Linked DNA regions of Bombyx mori: region 1 is linked to region 2. A link is a contact called in public Hi-C data. All regions are on one chromosome and are shown on one strand. The core of a region is the stretch at or near the end of the contact, and the rest is flanking DNA. Distances in the headings are between cores, read along the strand shown.

Region 1 (7,259 bases), core at 1,190-3,689, 45 kb before region 2:
CGACAAAAATAGGCAGCGTGGTGGTACCTACCCGCGCGGCCTCACAAGAGGTCCTACCAGTAATATTAATGACAATATTTATTTTTTAACGGCATATTTTGTGGAAGTCTGATAGTAATATAATTGTTTATTTTCAAACGTTCAAGGTGGGATCAAATTAAGGAAAATATTCAACAATCATATGAGAAAAAAACAGTGTTTCTTTTTGTTGAATAAAATAACTAAAAAATAATCGTTTTTGTGACAGTAGAACTACAACCAAGTATGCTGTGATGTAATTGTTACGATGGACGTTGAGTACAAATTTAAATGAATTAATGTGGAATTTATGCGTAGAGCAACGTTTCAACAATTTTAATAAAATTGACATCTTCTTCATAGAAACGGACACCGTGTGAATAGAATTTGAGAAAATTAGCATTCGAGCCGAGGTAATTGTTAGTCTGCATGAATATCCGTAGTTTGTCAGGTAGTGTATTCTGTCGTTTATATTAATTCATCACGTGCCGATGGAATAATAAAAATTAAATTTTTCTACCCGAGAGAGATCATGTTACGAGAAAAAAATAAAAAAATCCAAATCTCGCGTCTGATCAAAGAGGAATTCAAAATTGATATCTCGTAAACAATTAGAAGTGACGGGTGACATGGGTTCGCAAACGTAAGGATTTTAAACAAGATGGATTTCTTCAGTTTTGCCTTCGTGTTCCCATGACGCCGGACCTTTTTGTGTTTGTCAAATAGTTTGAAACGTCTGTAATTGGATTAAGGCTTCCCGGTACCTACGTATACTTGGAATTGGAATATTTGGAATTTAATTTTAATTTTTACTTATTAAGGAGATTAGCGAATGTCCCAGATTTATAATAAAACTAACCGTACTCGCCCGCTTCGCTGGACATTTAAAAATAACATTATTATTTATTGTAATTATTATTAAGGACTGATGTTTCCCGAGCGCTATGACATGTCCTTCTTGAAACGAGGCTTGTGGAGAGTATTAAGCGGTAAGCAGCGGCTTGGTTCTGCCCCTGGCATTGCTGAAGTCCATGGGCGACGGTAACCACTTACCATCAGGTGGGCCGTATACTCGTCTGCCTACAAGGGCAATAAAAAAAAATTCATATAAATATTAGCCTATCCATTAAGTACATGTATTTTCTACATGGATACCAAGTTTCAAGTTAATCGGATGCATGGTTCAGTAGTTATAACCGAACATCCGTAAAAATCACTGTAGATTTATATATTAGTATAGATGACGCGCATTCGAGAATAAATAAATATGAATTCTGAAGTTAAATAAATGCTTGAATATCAACTTACTTACCACAAATACATTTTATGAATTGCAATGTAAGAAAATCTTTTTGTTTTATTATTGACACTTTTATTGATGATCAAATCGACTTTGAGTTTCTTTATGAATTCTATAATATTATGTTTCAATTTTTACGAACAAAGTTTATGGGCATACGGAACATCAAGCGTTTCTCAGATTTCGGATAAATTGTCGTTAAACGGTAAATTGGGAAATTGTATGCAACCTAAATAGTGTCATTGATTTCAAACTTCAATTTTCTGTTATTTTAATATTTAATCCCAAAACTCGAAAATTAACTGTGATTAATTGTTATTTAGTTCGAGTTCAAACTTTTCTTGAAGCATGAATTAGCAGAAAATCAACTCTTGAAATTGTATTTAATGCCAAATACAATGTAACTTAACTACATATAACACATTTACCAAAAACGACCGTTTTTATCAAACATTCTGTGCTATACAATATTCATTGACAGAAAATTGAGAACGTAGTTTTAATAACTAATTTCAAACCTCTGGCATAAGTATCATAATTATGCAAAAAATTACCCGAAGCTTCGACCCTTTGATTTTTTGTGTCACCCGCGCTTAACCACATTTAATTATCATTATAATATAAAAAAGTAATCAAAGTCATCTAGGAAAATCTGAAAAACGAATTGTGGACTTATAGTCACGGCGCCGGCGCGCGGCAGTTCAACATATTTCTGCATAATTAAAAACAAAAAAATATCTGAAGAACTATGTGTTACTAGAAAAATTCATTGAAGACATTTATCTCTATTTCAACATGTACGTATGTATACAAATAGTCAATAATAACTAAGTAACAATTTAAAAAACATTTTTTAATTATTCCGTTATTTCTCCGTTTTATAAAAGCAACTTTTCCAAAACAATCCGGCTTCAAAACAACAAGGAAAATTAACAAGCCATTTGATGAGAGCGCTATAAAAGATTTAATTAAAATATTACCGAATTTTTTTATCTCCATAAAAAAGTAAAGTATAACGATCTTGATTCGTTATCGTGTAAATTCAATATTTGTACGCGGAACCTTATCTTCGTAGTGCAGAAAAGGCGCGAATCCGTTGGTCGGGGTGACGTAGGTGGTGACGTAAAACTGTCACTTTACACACGATATTATGTGCATTGAGGCCACTCAGTCCTGAACGTTTCATAAAATCATGCACATTTTAAACGAAACATACCTTTACCATATTTTGTTAGTAAAATATGATTGGCGTTTTACGTCAGATAATAATTCAATCACACCAACACATGTATTTTCATTAAATCGATCTTCTTCGTCTTAAAGTTTCTGCAATAATTTGCACACTTAATAGAACTGCATGTAATTTATTTTGGGGAAATCAGATGTCTAATAAATACGATCTGAAGCCTTTTAATGTTACCTTTTTATTCGGGGCCTTTTTTTTCTTAGTGTAGTTATTAAATATCACCGTTTCTAAAGATAGACGAGCGAACGATCTTATCGTGAAAATTAAATGTATTTAGTCACAAAATAAATAGTTACGCAGCACGTATTTTTACAGGAAACTCGTAAAGAGTTTGTTCTTGTCACATCGCCGTATACACGTATAATGCCACAGTTTACATACTCTGATTATGCTCGAAAAATGATGTAATACCTACATCTATATTGTTGGCTCGATCTACTTTCGGGTGCCAATTTCATTTTCAATTTTTTTCACGTCACGTTGAGAAAAACGATCCATTGCGACCCTATTAATCTTAAATATTTACCAGAGGCCATCACACTTAAAAAAAGTTAAAAATTCTAAAAACCGATAGATATCGATAGACAGCGATAGAAATAGAAAGGACGGAGGAACACTAGTACAAAAATGCAAATGTACCATGTTTTTTTTAAATTTCAATGGTGATTTAACTATAAACAATTTACAAACATCTTCGAGATTATCCTGTAGCTAAATTGACTTGAAATAGGTTTAGGATCATTAAAATTGACCTTGACCAGTCTACGGACCCCAAAATAATGAATATGATTACTGCAATCCCAATATGGAGGCAATAACAAACGTAAATATCTCCAAACTGCTTGTGCTGTGGCATTCAGACGAAAAAACAATTAATTCTGTTAGATTACAGACACATTATAACCACGGGGGTTCTGTAACTGTCTAGGGACCGTTCTTTGTTCTTTGTAGTATAATGTAACTTACGTAAGACACTGGATGTGGCGCCCTATTGCGTTTCATTCCGATTTTATCACGCCTCACAGAAGTTTAAGTACTTCGATGAATATAAAGTGATTTTAAATCAGATAAAGATAATGGAATAAGTGCTCTTTCAAATCAATAGGTTCTACTAAATCGTTGTACAAAAAAGTGGGCTATGTTGGACAATTTTAGACAGTTTTGCTTTCCACCTACACGCGCACACGTGAGGCGCTAAGCAATTAGGTCGGTTTACAGAATGGCCAGGCGGTTTCGTGGTATTGTAACCGGTAATAACAAATAATTTATTTCATCTTCCAGTTATAAAAATAAACTTTAATCATTCGGCTACACAGCTCTTGAGTGCAGATTGCCATTTTCCCTATTCTTCTACTCCCACCGTGATTGTTTTGTCCACGATCACCCGGCTTCTCGGTCGAGAGCCTACTCGAAGCACGTCAAACGCTAACTCGTATTTCCAGGATACCCGCTGAGTCAGATCCTATGTGGGTCGGCGATATAACCTATCACCGGCAGCTCTATCGCAAGACGCACGTAGAGAGCAACTTACACGTCGTCTTCTTGGTCTCCAAAATGGCATATACTGAAGAGGACCTGAAATACTTGGGGGGTCAAAATTTTAATGAAACCCTTATCTCAGCTCTAGGCTCAACGACGACGGGCAGGTGTGGATAGATAAGACCATTCTTGCTCATGCACCGCCACTTGCTTCTACGGGATGATGGACTCGCAAACATCGCCCGCCACGTCTTATCACTGTAGAGCATTGCAAACATAAAGCTTATAATATTTAATATTTACGCCGATAAATATTACATGTGAATGCTAACATTAAAACAAATGAAACTTGAAGTTTCAGTTGTATCCAAGTAACGGCTATTCACTGGAACGTGTGAATGCTTTGCAACAAGAATAGCCAGACCGACGATACTTGCTTGTGCCGGCGTACATCACGTCCTACCATCAATTTATCTCTAAATAGTATAAAGCAAAGTCGTATTTTGTTTTTCACTTCGGGTAAACTATGCAGCCGATTTCGATACGGTTTCCACGAATAGAAAGAGCGAAAGCCGATGAGGGTTAGTGTAAATAAATTGGTCAATAATTTGGACAAAATGGCGAAATCATGACGGTGTTATATTAATAAAACTATTTAGTTGTGTTTATATCGCTAATGTTGTCTGAATCTTAACAAAAATTGTTATCCATGCAAGTGAAGCTGTAAGCCTAAAGCTAGTGATCTATAAATTGTATAAATCCGAAAATTCACAGATCGGTAACTGCTTATTTCAACATAATTTATTCCTGTGTGAACAGGGTATAATTTATGAAACTTCTTATTTGAAATTTACAGTAAGTACACTGCGTAATGCAAGGTGTAGTCGAATAAGGTAACTAGATCGGACAATAACATTTTTTACCATGTTAGAATACGTTGTTGGACCAATATGGTTGGCAAGTACAAGTGGCATGTATAGAACTTGTGTGGCCTTAAATGCGATATCGTGTGTCTAGCGCCGTTTGGTCGCTGACGGAGCACGCAGAATTCATATGAATTTGTTCATACGATGAGCGATAAAACTAACGAATGCAATTGTTTGTTACAAAATAGAATTTCATACCGAGAAACCGTTTTCTATGATTTTTTCACATGGCGTTAACATATATCAGATTTCATATTGTTTCACTTTATTTAAAGAACCTTCTAAATTGAAATTTGTCACAACAAAGGTGAATTATTTTAAATTGAACATTGAGAAACATTGAATGTATGGTACAACCTAGGGTCCCTAGAAAGGCAAACTATCTGATTAAAGCCCAACGCGTTTATCCATACTATTCGATGTTAATTTGAAAATGCATGAAATGTAATCTATTCGTGCTTGTTGTTAGTGACTAGCCTCATGGTATAAAAATAAAGAAAATTCTAGAAAAATGCTTCAAATCATTTTTCTAGAGAAAACTGTGAATTCAATGCATTAGGAAAAAATTATCAAAATAATTGAACGTTTAAGCTTAAAACTGAAATAAGGAAACACAAAAAGCTTATTACCATTTAGTATATATAGGGCTATATATATATACGAGTATTTATGTGCCAAGTACACAATAATTCTAATTATTCTTTTTATCAGATGGATAACAGATTCAATATCTTTTATGATTATTTCGAAAAAGTGCAATTCTTAAGATAAATATCGCAATAGTTAAGATTTTTATTTTCGATTAGTGTTTTAATTACGTAAATTCACCTGTCGTGCCGTATTCATTCACGGCTAAAACTATTTTATCGGCGACGTAAATCAACGTCAACGTATTCCATAAATAGAAAACGATTTTCGTGTAAAACGTCACGTACACATTAATTGTCGAACATAGACCTTTAAAGTATTGTCGAAGATACGTATTATGTCATTAAGATTATAATGATTATACATAAATTTATTTGAATGTACGGAATGATGGCGCCGTGCTATGGCGCCATGTTCAGGGCGCAGGGCACGACATTGACCCGCGCTCTCGTACAAACGCGCCCGTCATGCTAATTATATCGTTACATTTCTTTGTTTCTTTCATCGTTTTTAGAAAAAAAAAACAATTTAAAGTACTCTCATACAAAATCAGACTCGATTAATGTTTAAGTAAAGGGTTTTGTCTATCTACGGATTCAAGTAAATAAAAAACTTACGTGATGCAATTTAGCGTAGTATTCATTATTATTTTTTTTAAAGGAAATCGAGTTCTATTTTATTATAATAACAAATTTTCGTTTTACGATGATAAATTTAGAATAGAATATGAAATTTTTCTTGCCTCAATTTTTTTTCTATTTTACCATTGAACACTAATTTCAGGGATATTTGACAAATTTAATTTAAAAAAGTTGAATTAATAAACGAAATTATATCACGAACAGCGCTATACTGGATAACATTTAATCAGAAAATTTAAGTTTAATCTTGCCAATAAAAGAAAATGCATTCATAGTAGAAGTGAATTGAATTATTGATAATTTAAAAAAAATTAAAACAAGTAATAATTATGATAATTAAATTCATTTCGAATATCAGATTTCTGATATGGTTCGATCGTAATTGCATCATCAGTTACCACGCGTGATTTGTTGTATGATGGTTTTATTTATTTACTACCATCAGCGTTTACCGGCCGTCGGGTCAGTGGTGCTGCTGCCTTTGTTTGTTTCCGTTTTTCCTGGAAAGCGCCGTCATATTCGAAACAAAATGCAAATGCTATTAACGCAAAAATCAATGGCAATATGTATGCAATGTAGGTTAGCTTTCGTTTTTAGTTAGTTTTGTTATATTTTGAATCTTTACAGCTGATACAATAATTCAATACCGTATTTTTATGATAGTCGAACCTCGGGGTTTGTGTTAGGCGATTAGCAACGCGTATGGACATCACTACCTACATTGAAAGGTGAAATGGTAGTTTCAATTGTGAAATTTTCTGATCAGAGGATACACGGCTGTTCGACACGGGTATACTGAAGCTACTGTTTGCCACTATAAATGACCATCTCAGATCGATTTTTCGGAGATTGTTTTTTTGATCATACAAGATCGATTTTTTTTATTATATGTAATTGAGTGCACGAGCTCGCGTCTAAACTGATATAAAGTGATTACCAGAGCTCAAAACATGAAATAGGCAGGATGCCATTATTATTATTTTTTTTACTTTTTAAGATAG
Region 2 (6,706 bases), core at 2,200-4,699:
GATCAGTCGTTAACGTTTACTATCTCTAAATACCTTAACATTATATTGTAACATATTAATTAATAGCAGCGAGCTTTGAGTCTTTGTAAATAAAAGTCTCGAATTTCTCTCGATCGTGTACTCCAATGTTTTTGTTTACTTTTACAAACTGGAACACGGCGTAATATTTGATGTATTTCAATGTTAAACGACTCGGTAACAATGTAATAGTCTAATTTTAACATCGTAACTACGTACGTCTCGAACTGAGTACATTAACGCTGCGTATATTAGACGAAATAAAACTTAATATTTCCCGTGTAATACAAAAGTGTTATCGTTGTTATTGTTTCATTACAACGTCTGTCTGGTGTAGTGGTAAGTGACATGGTCACTACACAAGGGGGTCGCGGGTTCGAATCTCGCCGAGGGAAGATATTTTTGTATGATAAATATAAAATGTCTTTGCCAGGGTCATGGCTGTATATTAAATATACATATGTATGTGTGTAATAAAAATCTTACATTTATTTCCGTTTTCTGGTACCTATAACACAAGCTCTTCAGGAACTTAGCACGGGACCAGTAGATAACGTGGCGTGATTTTTAGTAAAAAAAAAAAAAAAACGCAGTATGTTTTGGTCGTATGAACTTGACATTATGGTGGTTTAGAATATCATTAATGCACATCTTACGGTGGGAGTCGAAAAGACGATAAGGGATTTACGACAAAACAGACAACAGCGTCCTCTGAATATTATAAAAAGTATTATTATTAATATAAATACAGTATAAGTAAATATAGTATAAATATTATTAGGGTATTTTATTAGGCCATGCGATTCCCACCATCTTGCCTATTTCTGCCGCAAAGCAACTATTCCTTTCGATTTAAGGGATGGTACTACTACTTTGTAGCAGAATCTCAAGGTTAGTGGCGGCATTCAACTGGTGATATCTTTGTTGGCCGTTGACTAGATTAAGTCCGGTAATAATATTTTAATAAAAAAAATTGATCTCAAAGGTTCGTCATTATCAGCCCATAGACATAGATGCCCCTGAGATCCGCCACAACGACCAGTCGACATCCCGCATTCTGCATCCATTAGCAACCCGCATTCAGCGTATTCCACCGACCTTAATCGTTTTCCTTTGATATCTCTTGAAACAACAGGGAATGAACCGCATGAACGATGCATACAACCTGGATTCCTTGGACAGGACCCCTATGCCTGTCGCAATTGTGATTTCATTTGCAACATACACTATATTTGATTGAAAATTTTGTTTTATCATTGATGGCGCCTTATAAATGTCGTACCAATAAAAATAGCTCAGAGCATTTATCATTTAACGTTTACCATATAAAATTGAAATTAAATTCTTAATATGCATTTGTAAATTTTTAGAATTCTATTTCCTCATGTTCTATCTCTATTAAATTACCCAAAAATAAAATTTCTTAGTATAGATCTTAAATAAAGGTACCCACTCACAAAACAGGTTTATTTATTCTTACTTACTAAAACCGTTTCCATGAAATCATGTGATTAATTAAATTACTTTATCAGAAAATCCGTTAAACATACTCAAATGAGAATGTTTTTCCTGTACCTATTTAATGAGTTCATAAATTAAAATATTATTATTTAAATATTTGTTCGTATGTTTAGATGTCTGTTACATAAACGCGCAAAAAACAGTGAATAAATTTGGCACAGAGATAGCTTACAGCCTGAATGTGTTACAACATTCTGATAACAACGCCAGACTATGTCGGGAATATCGGTTAGAATAAATACGACCCAGTGTTTTCTTGTTCGTGATTTTACATACCAATGACCTATATACAATCCGACTAGTAGTTTATGGATTAGAGAGAGTGACAAGTAACTCTGTATCCCGGGGAAATGCTACGAGTTTCATTCTCTTTTAGTTGCTTAATTCGGATGACTCCATGGGGCTCGTCTAATCTATATATTAATACGTGAAGCAAAAACTTTGTATCCCTTTTTACGAAAATTGCGCGGACGGAGGAGTATGAAATTTTCCACACTTATAGAGAATATAGAGAAGAAGTGCACAGTGCTAATATTTTTTTAAACTAATGCATAAAAGATACATTAAATCAATAAAGAAAACATTACACACACTACATACCATGTATTAGACGCACACACGCATGCAAACTATTTATTGTCAAACTTTTGTTCTTGACGTCTGTTGTCAAATTGAGAATAGAATATGGTTTGTCTTTGTTAATATTTTTTATAGTGTAGTCTTGGCGAAATTAACAAATATAAAATACAATAATAGTGTACAAACTTACAATTCCAATTAATTATAGTCGAATTTCGACTACTGCGGGACCTCTAGTTTGAATTAATACTTAAAACCGTAAAAAATAGAAATGTTTTGGACATGTACTCTTTTGATCAGATCGTTGATGTAGTGATTAGTAAGCCTGATCGATATACCAATGGGTTCAAAATCGAATCCGGAATCTATGTAAATTATTTTTGGTTATCTTTTTTTTTTTTTTTTTTTATTGCTTAGGTAGGTGGACGAGCTCACAGCCCACCTGGTGTTAAGTGGTTACTGGAACCCATAGACATCCACGACGTAAATGCGCCACCCACCTTGAGATATAAGTTCTAAGGTCTCAAGTATAGTTACAACGGCTGCCCCACCCTTCAAACCGAAACGCATTACTGCTTCACGGCAGAAATAGTCACGGCGGTGGTACCTACCCGCGCGGACTCACAAGAGGTCCTACCACCAGTAAAAATCTTCTAGGTGTATCTTCTGGGTGTATGTAGACAATACATGTCTGGGGCATATTTATACATGTTATTATATTTATTATTAATCCCATAGAACCAATAAAAATAGAATAAAATAGGAAAAATCAAATCAATAATATAAATTTACCTGTTATATTATTTAAGCAGAACATAATATTAAAATCCTATTTTTTTTGTTAACGAAGTATATTTATTGCGAACGTTACAATGACTTGCTTCAAATAAATAAGAAGGAATTAATCATATTATGTATATAATAATTTTCTATAAAACATTTTATTTGCCTTTGTAAGCAGGCAAGCATACGGCCTTATGCCTTATGGTGGGTGGTTTCTGTCGCTCTTGGACGTCAGCAATGCCAAGGGCAGAGATAAGCCGTGACCTATCGTTATTATGATGAATGACCTCAAGATGGATTGTATCCCATCGAGAGTCTTATTTAAAGAAGCGGAAAATAGGCAAATCAGATAAACAGTAAGCCGAATATTACCATAAAACCTGTACCGATAAGAGCGCTGCATTTCCAATACTTGATTTTTTACGCTACTAAATTTGGATGTACTAATTAAAAACTTATGATAATTTCTTATTCACACAGTACTTTGGGTGTAGCACACGTAGCGGGTATGTGCAAGCCGGACCGCAGCTGTTCTGTGAACGAAGACAACGGAATAATGCTCGCTCACACAATTACACACGAGCTGGGACACAAGTAAGTACAGTACACCTTCCATTCAAGTTCGCGTCAATTAAACATACCGTATTCATAGTATTTATTTCGGCTTTTGCAAGTAATAAACTCAATAAAACTACTTTATCGTATTAATCTTGCGTTTTTTTTTTATTGTAACTCATATATTCGCTTAGTTACGAAGGGCTGAATATTGCAGTATTCGGTATACTAGTATACTATTTAGTATTCAGTACACAGTATACTATATTGTATGCATACAGTATATACAGTATTCGAAGCGTCGAAGCTAATGTAATGACAATAAAAACGCGAGATTAAACCGCAAAAAAGTTTTAATGATATCCGACACGTATCATTGCTAATCGTGTGATCACCTAAAACTATTTGATAAAAATATATTTAGCGATTTCATATGAGAAAACCTCGTCAGAATATTGACTTTAACAATTCCTTTTTTTTGAGTGATTGACTAACATGATTTAATAAAATAAACCATTATTTTCATTTAATAAATTTAATTACAGGTCCCTGTAAAAATATATATATTTAAACGGCCTATCAAAATACATATTTCTGTAAAACTTAATTAGTATGAAATCGAAGATCAATTTGAGGTTTTCCTGTTGTTTAGAATTCAACATTCGTAGATTTTTTTTTCAATGTTTTTTTACTTCTAATTTCAAAACTAAATATTTCCTGAATCGTCTCGTTATACTGATCGTAGGGCGCATTGTAAGCGTATACGGATTGGTATCATCATCTAATATGAATATAAAATAAAAACATGTTTACATAGAATAAAAAACAAGGTTTAATTAGCTAATATACTGCATTTTTGGTGCCGCGGTAAATGCATAGCCCGTCTGCTAACTACTTTCCCGTAAATTTCGAAGTGCATGAACCATGAACACAATTAAACGACAAGTACAATGTGTATACCAACCAGTCTTCGCCCAGTGTTCAAAATTCCATAATAACCGTAATTTCAAGATTTAGATCGATTTTATGCATTACACTATCAAAATTTAATAGAAACAATAATTAAATAAATGTAGTTGAAAAAAATTTAATAGCTAACCGAATTTAATAATTATTATTTTAATGCACCTTTTTTTATTAGATCCAAGTAATATGATTATTAAATTAAATGTCGTCCTTGATACGTTTGCAAATTTTCAAGTCAAACCGACGTCTTGAAGTTGATGAAGATTATTATATTGAAATAATGCATGACATAGATATTTAGGACAGTTTAAACTAATAAAACGTGTTCAATTAATAATAAATCTGTTCAAATTTAATAAATGACCATTACAATTTTCAACCGAAAGGATAAAATTATTGTATCGGTCCTTGATACGTGTCGAAATTATAAAGTTAATCGGATGTCTTGCCGTATAAAAATTAAGTTGACAGATTACACGGCATAGATTACATATATACAGGTCAAACTTAGAAGAATGTGTTTTTTTTTTCTCTTAGATGGATGGACGAGCTCACAGCCCACCTGATGTTAAGTGGTTACTGGAACCCATAGACATCTACAACGTAAATGCGCCACCCATCTTGAGATATAAGTTCTAAGGTCTCAGTATAATTACAACGGCTACCCCACCCTTCAAACCGAAATGCATTACTGTTTCACGGCGGAAATAGGCGGGGTGGTGGTACCTACCCGTGCGGACTCCCAAGAGGTCCTACCACCAGTGATTACGCAAATTATAATTGTGTGGGTTTGATTTTTATTACACGATGTTATTCCTTCACCGTGGAAGACAATGTGTTAAATAATACCTAATAAATCTGTTCAAATTTGTAAATCGAATATTGGTTTCCTTTTTAGTTACGGCATTAGTTCATCCCGTTTCAATTTCCGAAACGATTTCTTTACGTCTACAATCACTGTCTACAATCCAGTATGTATACAAGCCGCGTTACATAACTTTCAAGTGGACCAACTCATAATATTTCATAACGTATTAAGATCGTACGTTATAAATAGCGAATGTTTTGACTTCTGTAAATTCGCAATAGACGATATCTATTCAATGTTTTATAAACCCATAAAGTATTTAATGTACGATAAGATAACAGAAATGATTTAAACCACAAGGATGATTTATGAGTAGAATTCTGAGATATCCGTTTGTGTAGAAAATTACACAACTCAACGTTAATACGAACCATAAAAGATAATAAAGTTTATTAAAATAAACTGTTATGCTATTTTTAAAAAAATTATTAAAAAAATTGCCATATGCTTGACAGCATTGAAAAAGAGAAAATTCTTGTAAAATATTTACACCGATTCTTTACCTTTTCCAAACCATACAGCATGCGTGTTATATAAATATTTTGCATCATCAGATTCAAATCGTCGATTTAACATAAATAGGTCACTTATATATTTACTATTTTCACTTATATATTACCACAGAAACATCACGGATCCATGATCTCTACGACCGCTCGGAGTTGATGTGACGTATAGGTACAGATAGCAACGTCAGTCGATATTCAGTGATTTCATAACTAAAATATTCGAGTCAATAAACGAGATATTATTCTAGTATTATTACCCTGTAAATAATGACTACAGCTGGCAACATAAAGTTTAGTTTCTCGGGTGGCATTAGAAACTAAACTGAATCCAGCACAAGTGAGATTCACAGAGAAATAAATTTCAATAATAGAATGCTACTCGTTGCTCATATATCATTTTGACCCACTTCAGAAACTCAACAATGAACTTCGAAATAATCACACATAGTAGTAATGTTAGCATTATTTTGGTAATAAGTGCAAGTTTTATTTGGCAACCGTTCGTTGCCTAGCTGTTCGTTTATCGGTACTGAGTCATGTTTCCGAGCCGAGATTACCGCAAGGACGTTACTTTCCAGATATAAAATTATGAAACATTTATAACATGTGCTATAATACGTATGCTAGATCGTTGCGTACGCGAACACTCCTTCACGCTTGCATTATTAAGAAATTGGCACGGACCACAGGTGCCGCGTTAGACAACACCCACCGGCCACAGTCGTAAAACAAACAAATATTATGTAAGACGCGCAAACATGGTGACAGCCATTGACCTTACCCTCGTACTCTAGACGTGTGAATGCATCATTCGCAGCGAACAATGCACCCGGTGCATTGACACCTTGGCTATCAACCCACACAAGTTCGTTGTTTCTTTTTTCTTATCTCCAATAATAATAAGTAG

The links. A called contact is a pair of places that touch in the nucleus more often than the background predicts.
Region 1: a Hi-C map of middle silk gland shows a contact between it and region 2, with 1.6 times the contacts expected there. The contact joins two enhancer-like sites. A contact is called at or near these places in 2 of 7 Hi-C or Micro-C datasets (middle silk gland and whole pupa).

The regions. Positions count from the first base shown.
Region 1 is chr21:8,528,826-8,536,084 of ASM3026992v2, reverse strand. All of the region lies in intron 2 of LOC101741678 (A disintegrin and metalloproteinase with thrombospondin motifs 7), which reads left to right. Among protein-coding and RNA genes, the nearest start is that of LOC101741678, 41 kb to the left of the region's middle. Within about 2 kb of position 2,439, at least 4 of the 8 cell types and tissues checked have open chromatin away from gene starts, as enhancers often do.
Region 2 is chr21:8,485,539-8,492,244 of ASM3026992v2, reverse strand. It overlaps LOC101741678 (A disintegrin and metalloproteinase with thrombospondin motifs 7), which reads left to right. Exons shown (of 20, transcript XM_038018510.2): 8 at 3,382-3,495. Among protein-coding and RNA genes, the nearest start is that of LOC101737826, 24 kb to the right of the region's middle. Within about 2 kb of position 3,449, at least 5 of the 8 cell types and tissues checked have open chromatin away from gene starts, as enhancers often do.